2 separate regions of the Columba livia genome follow, and region 2 is linked to region 1. A link is a contact called in public Hi-C data. All regions are on one chromosome and are shown on one strand. The core of a region is the stretch at or near the end of the contact, and the rest is flanking DNA. Distances in the headings are between cores, read along the strand shown. Region 1 has its middle 100 kb from the start of SLC25A13. Region 2 holds the start of DLX6 (distal-less homeobox 6).

Region 1 (2,588 bases), core at 58-2,557:
GAGAGAGCCGGGGAGATGCGGAGCGCAGCCACATCCTGCCAATGTGCAAAGGTGAACGGGAAGGGGAGGCAGGGAGCATTTGGAAGCCCATTAAATGAGGGCTTATCATCCCATTTATGTAAATCACTTCAAATGCCTTCATTTATTAAAAGTATTAAACTGCATTACTGTTTGGTCTCCTAATTTGGTTGCTAATGTCTAAGACAACTGTTGAAATTAATTTGAAATTAATGTTCCTATGTAATTACTTAATGAATCTCACATTCACTGCCCTTAGCTCTCAATTGACAAAGGATCTCACCCACAGCATGTAAGAGGTTGGAATACTAGCTGTGATTTTTAAACGGTTGCTAAATTACAGTTTGCAAATATTTTACATTTATATCACACACTTCATCTTGAAGGATCTTGGTGTGTTTGAAATGTTACATAACATTCATTCTTTAATAAAATTCCATCACAAAAACTTTCTGGGCATCAATCTTCTTGCTCCTCTGCATGCCTTGGAATTAAATCAAATTTAGCTGTATTATTATCGAAACACAGGATCATGCGTGTATTAAGAGATTACCAGGGCTGTAAAGTCAGACACTAAAAAGATAGGAAATGCTGGAACTGTAGGTCTGTGCAATATAAATTCCTTTTTCCATACATATGTATTCTCATAGTCTTTAATTTTATGATCATATATTTTCCTACACTCGCCCTGTTCCCCAGGGGACTTGTTAGTCCTTGTTAGTGTTCAAGAAAAAAGCAGGCTAAGAGAAAATAAGGTTCAAGAAAAAGCTAGCAGGGGAAGGTAGCAACTTGTGGAGTCCTTGCCTCATTCCCTACAAAAGCTGCAAGGTTGTAATGCATGTTCCTCCTTTTCTGGGTGGCTGACTTGATACCCCATAAATCCTGATCAGCAGAAATGCTGAATATGCACAGCAGTAACTGAAGCTAAAGAAACATTTGAATGGGCAGAGCATTTTACATGCTACCAAATCCAGGGAAACATGAAGTCCTGGGGTCTCACACCCAGCACTTAAAATTAGCGTACACTTCAAAGAGGGGAAAACATTTCTCCATCTCCCAGGGATGGTGGAAAACGTATTAGAGCATTTGCAAAGCACACAGACTGCTGTGATACAGAGACCCGCATTCACCCGTTCTGTACAGCACGGCCTGGACACAATGCAATAAGCGGGGAACAGGACACACTGTGACCCAGGAGCAGAAAGTATCCAGGAAAGCTGCTCCTGCTGTTGTGCAAACAGAGGGAGGCAAGGACCTGATGGGGAAACGAGGCTTTTCTGACACGTAAGAGCTGGACTGAAGGCTTTCTAGGCAGCCTTAACTCTAACTGCTCACCATTTTGTGTGCTTATCTGTGACTTCGCATTTCTCCTTAAGTGTGCGTAGTTTCTGAAGGAGAAAGCCAAACTCACTAGCAGCCGTGCACCCTTGAGAACTCTCCCCTGAGTTAGGTGAACAACACTTTGCCTTTGAACACCCTCAGCATCTAGGCCAGAGCCAGTCAGCCTTCCCCACGCTGCAGACCCCCCCAGTGTCCATGGAGAGCAGAGCTGTAGGTGGGTAAACACACACAGCCGCCGGCATGGCTCACACTGGTGACACTGTGCCCAAGAACCTCACAGTTCGGCTGATGGACAGGCTGGTGAGGAGGTTGTGTTACCAAACACAGGCCCATGTAAACCTCTTTGTGACCTGAATCTTCTTCCCACAACAGGGAGTGGAGACTCCCCCGTAGCCCACACCCAGGCAATCACCACGCACACATCTCCACATACTGTCCTACTTCCTTAAGTACAAAGCCCAACCTCTCCTGTGCTCAGATCTTTGCCAAACCTCTCTCCCCACATTTCCACCCTTGCCAGGCTGCAGATCCTCCTTCCCAAATCCCCATCTTCTCTCAGCATGCCCTCCCTCAAAGCATTCCCACCTCCCACACTTCACGTATTCAGTTAACAGAGATTCCTGGAGCACCTCCAGGAAGGACCTCTAATGAAAACCTCTCCCAGCATGGCCAATCTAAAAATTTCAACCCTCCAAGCACACAGGAAGATTAGTTCCTTTTAAAGCCACATAGGCAGGTAAATTAGGGTGAGTTGCTGCAGTGACACCCTGTACAGCCACCTCAACTTCCCTCTACAACACCTAAGCTGTCAAAGCTGGAGAAAAATGAGCAAAAAGTCCAGCTTCAGTCCCAAAAACAGCCGGGTTGTTCACAAATTTTTTGAAAGAAACATAACAACCAACATGAAGTAGAAAGATTCCCCAGTCATTTTCATAGTAGTAAGCTTAAAATAAGAGGACCGATACGAACAACTCAAACTTCAGGGCAAAAAAATTAAGAACAGCGTAGTGATTTATACAGCCCACAAGCCTCCATGAAAGGCCTGGTTTTGCAATGAGCTACATTCTCATACCACTTCACACGTGACTTCTTGTTTACTCCTCTGCAACACAATTCTCTTATGCAGACAGCATTATATCATTGTATCACCAAACTGACCTTCAAAGCAGATTGCTTGCTTTTTTTGTTTGTTTGTTTCCAGCTGGGGGTTCCATGTCATGTCCTAGCAG
Region 2 (2,588 bases), core at 25-2,524, 140 kb after region 1:
CTTCCTACCTCAGTCCTCTCCGGTGGGGTCTGTCTCTGGAGTTCATGCTTAGCTGGACGCGAGGAGATTTAAGCCAGGGAAAGAGGGGGAAAAAAGAGAGAGGGAGTGAGAGAGAGAGAGGGGAGAGAGAGAAGAGGGGAGAGAGAGAGATCCTCTGCAGTGCTGGATCAAACTTAATGTCTTTCCCCAGTCCATCTTTGTAAGAGAAGTGGTAATACCACCTGGATGTTCGGATATAAATCCCCTTGCAAATAATAAATGGATTAATAATAACAAGGTATGAAGTTCTTTTTATAGAAAAAAGGAGAGAATTGAAACTAAATGCGGCAGTTAGACAACCATTTTGATAAGAGGATAATTGAGGCGACACTGGTGTATAATTAGAGGATAATTTATGCTATATCCACTTTTATTCCACCTCCCAAAATAAACCCAGTCCATAATCATTACAGGCAAATTGTTCTGAATTTTATAGCAGCAATTTGAACAAAGTACTGCAGTTAATCATGGGAGATTTTTGTGTATTCCTGATTAGAAGTCTAATTGCCTCCTTCCAGAAAGTAAAAATAACTGTAAAACGACTCTATTTTTATCATTAACAATGTTGACAATAAAATAAAATCAACTGGAATTGTAATCTAAAGACAAATTTAGGGCGCAGGCGCTTTTTTTTCTATTTTTTTTTTTCCTTGGGTCGTTTATATACTAATCAAGCTTTTGCCAAAACCGCCAACCGCACGTAGCCATTTGCATATATTTGAAAGCGATTACGGGAGCTGCTGCTGCCGCCGCTGCTTTCAGCCGGGGAAAAAAAAAAAGAAAGGAAAAGAAAATGAAAATGCGCTGCGCGTCGTTTCGCCACAGCGAAAATACCGCGCAAGGGAGGGGAGGGGGGGTGTCTTGTGTTGAGGGGCTCTGTGATTTGGGAGGGTGGCGAGGGGGATGGGAACAGGCTCTCCCCTTTTCCCCCACCCGCGCGCGTTCCGCACCCCGCGCGCGGGTGGGGGAAAAGGGAGGGGGGTTAGGGGGGGGAGGGGGCGGGCGCGGGTAGCGCGCGCGTTGCCGGCGCGGCGGGGCGGTGACGTCAGGGGGTTGAGTGACCAATGAGGGAGGCGCTGCCCTCCGGAGACGAACCATTCGACTTGTGCGCGTCCCTGCCCTTCAAGTCGAAGCGCAGGAGCCCCCAACTTTCCCGGCTCCCACCTTAACCCCCCACTCCTCTCGCCGCCCCCCCCCAGAAAAAAAAAAAAAAACAACTAAAAAAAAAAAACAACCACCCCACGCGCCGGAGCGGGGGGGGGGGGGGGTGAAGGGAAAGAGCGGCGTAAAAAAGCGCCGGGAGTAGCCCGCCCTCCCCCTCCACACACCCCGCACACCGCCCTCCCCTTCCTCCCCTCCCTCAGTGAACGAGGCCCCTCGCACAACGGCTCCTTGGAGAGAAAGGGGGGGGGAAGAAAAAAAAAAGGCGGAAAAGAAAAAAAAAAAAAAAAGAAAAGAAATTAAATTAAATCACCGCCGCCTCTCCAGCGGTGCCGCGGCGGGTAAGGGGAGCGGCGGTGGCTGGGCAGAGAGGAGGCAGAGCGCGGGGGGCGAGCCGGGGAGCGCCGCGCTCTCCCTCCCAAACTTTGATGATGACCATGACTACGATGGCTGACGGGCTGGACGCGCAAGACTCCTCCAAATCCGCCTTCATGGAGTTCGGGCAGCAGCAGCCGCCGCCGCCGCAGCCGCCGCCGCCGCCGCCTCACTCCCAGCAGAGCTCGCCGGCCATGGCCGGCGCCCACTATCCGCTGCACTGCCTGCACTCCGCCGCCGGCTCGCACCCGCACCACCAGCATCACCACCACAGCTCGCCCTACTCCGGCAGCGCCGGCTCCTACAACCACCGCTCTCTGGCCGCCTACCCCTACGTGAGCCACTCGCAGCACAGCCCTTACCTTCAGTCCTACCACAACAGCAGCGCGGCCAGCCAGACGCGGGCGGACGATGCAGGTGAGCCGGCACCGGTTCTCTAACCCGCTGCCAGCTTCTTCCCCATCCCTCCATCCCCGGGCCTCTCTCCGGCCACCCCCGGCCACCTGCATAACAAACCCCGTCGTGCCCCCCGCTCCTGCCAGGGGAGATGCCGGCCCTGGGGTGCGCGGGGCGACGGGTAGAGAAGGGGGTTGATTGTTCCTGCGGCCCTTCTGCGGGCCTACTGCTCCGGTACCTGGCGGCGAGGCCGCCGCACTCTACCCCAGCCGGCGGTTGCTGCCGGCAGTACCGCGGCGCTGGGCACCGGCGCCTCCCCGTTCGCCCCGTGGCCGGCGGGCAGGGGGCTGCGCACGGCGCTCCTTTGTTACGGCGGGACCGGCTTTAGGCAAAATTCCTGCTAACACCTGAGGAGTGAAAGTTTCCAGGCGAGCGGGTCGCATTCCGCTCGGGGGCCGTCTGATTTATGTATTTTTTTTTGCAGAAAACCGCTCATTTGTACGTATTCATCCGGAGGGGCACGGCAGGGGGGGCAAGGGGAGGAAAGCATTGTTAAATGTCTCGGACTGGTGATTCACTGACCACCAAACTGGAGACGCGAAGTCAATTAGCTGGGT

What was found. Hi-C and Micro-C count contacts between places; a contact is called where the count stands out from the background.
Region 2: a Hi-C map of crop shows a contact between it and region 1, with 1.6 times the contacts expected there. The contact joins the promoter of DLX6 here to the enhancer-like site in region 1. A contact is called at or near these places in 2 of 2 Hi-C or Micro-C datasets (crop and liver).

The regions. Positions count from the first base shown.
Region 1 is chr2:27,385,079-27,387,666 of bColLiv1.pat.W.v2, forward strand. No RefSeq gene overlaps it. Among named protein-coding and RNA genes, the nearest start is that of SLC25A13, 100 kb to the left of the region's middle. Within about 2 kb of position 1,308, at least 2 of the 3 cell types and tissues checked have an H3K27ac peak away from gene starts, as active enhancers do.
Region 2 is chr2:27,524,406-27,526,993 of bColLiv1.pat.W.v2, forward strand. DLX6 (distal-less homeobox 6) reads left to right here and starts at 1,275. Exons shown (of 3, transcript XM_065051132.1): 1 at 1,275-1,992. The coding sequence starts at 1,629. It overlaps LOC135578439, which reads right to left and starts at 1,264. Exons shown (of 2, transcript XM_065051131.1): 1 at 9-1,264. The region is part of intron 2 of LOC135578440 (a long non-coding RNA gene); the gene reads right to left.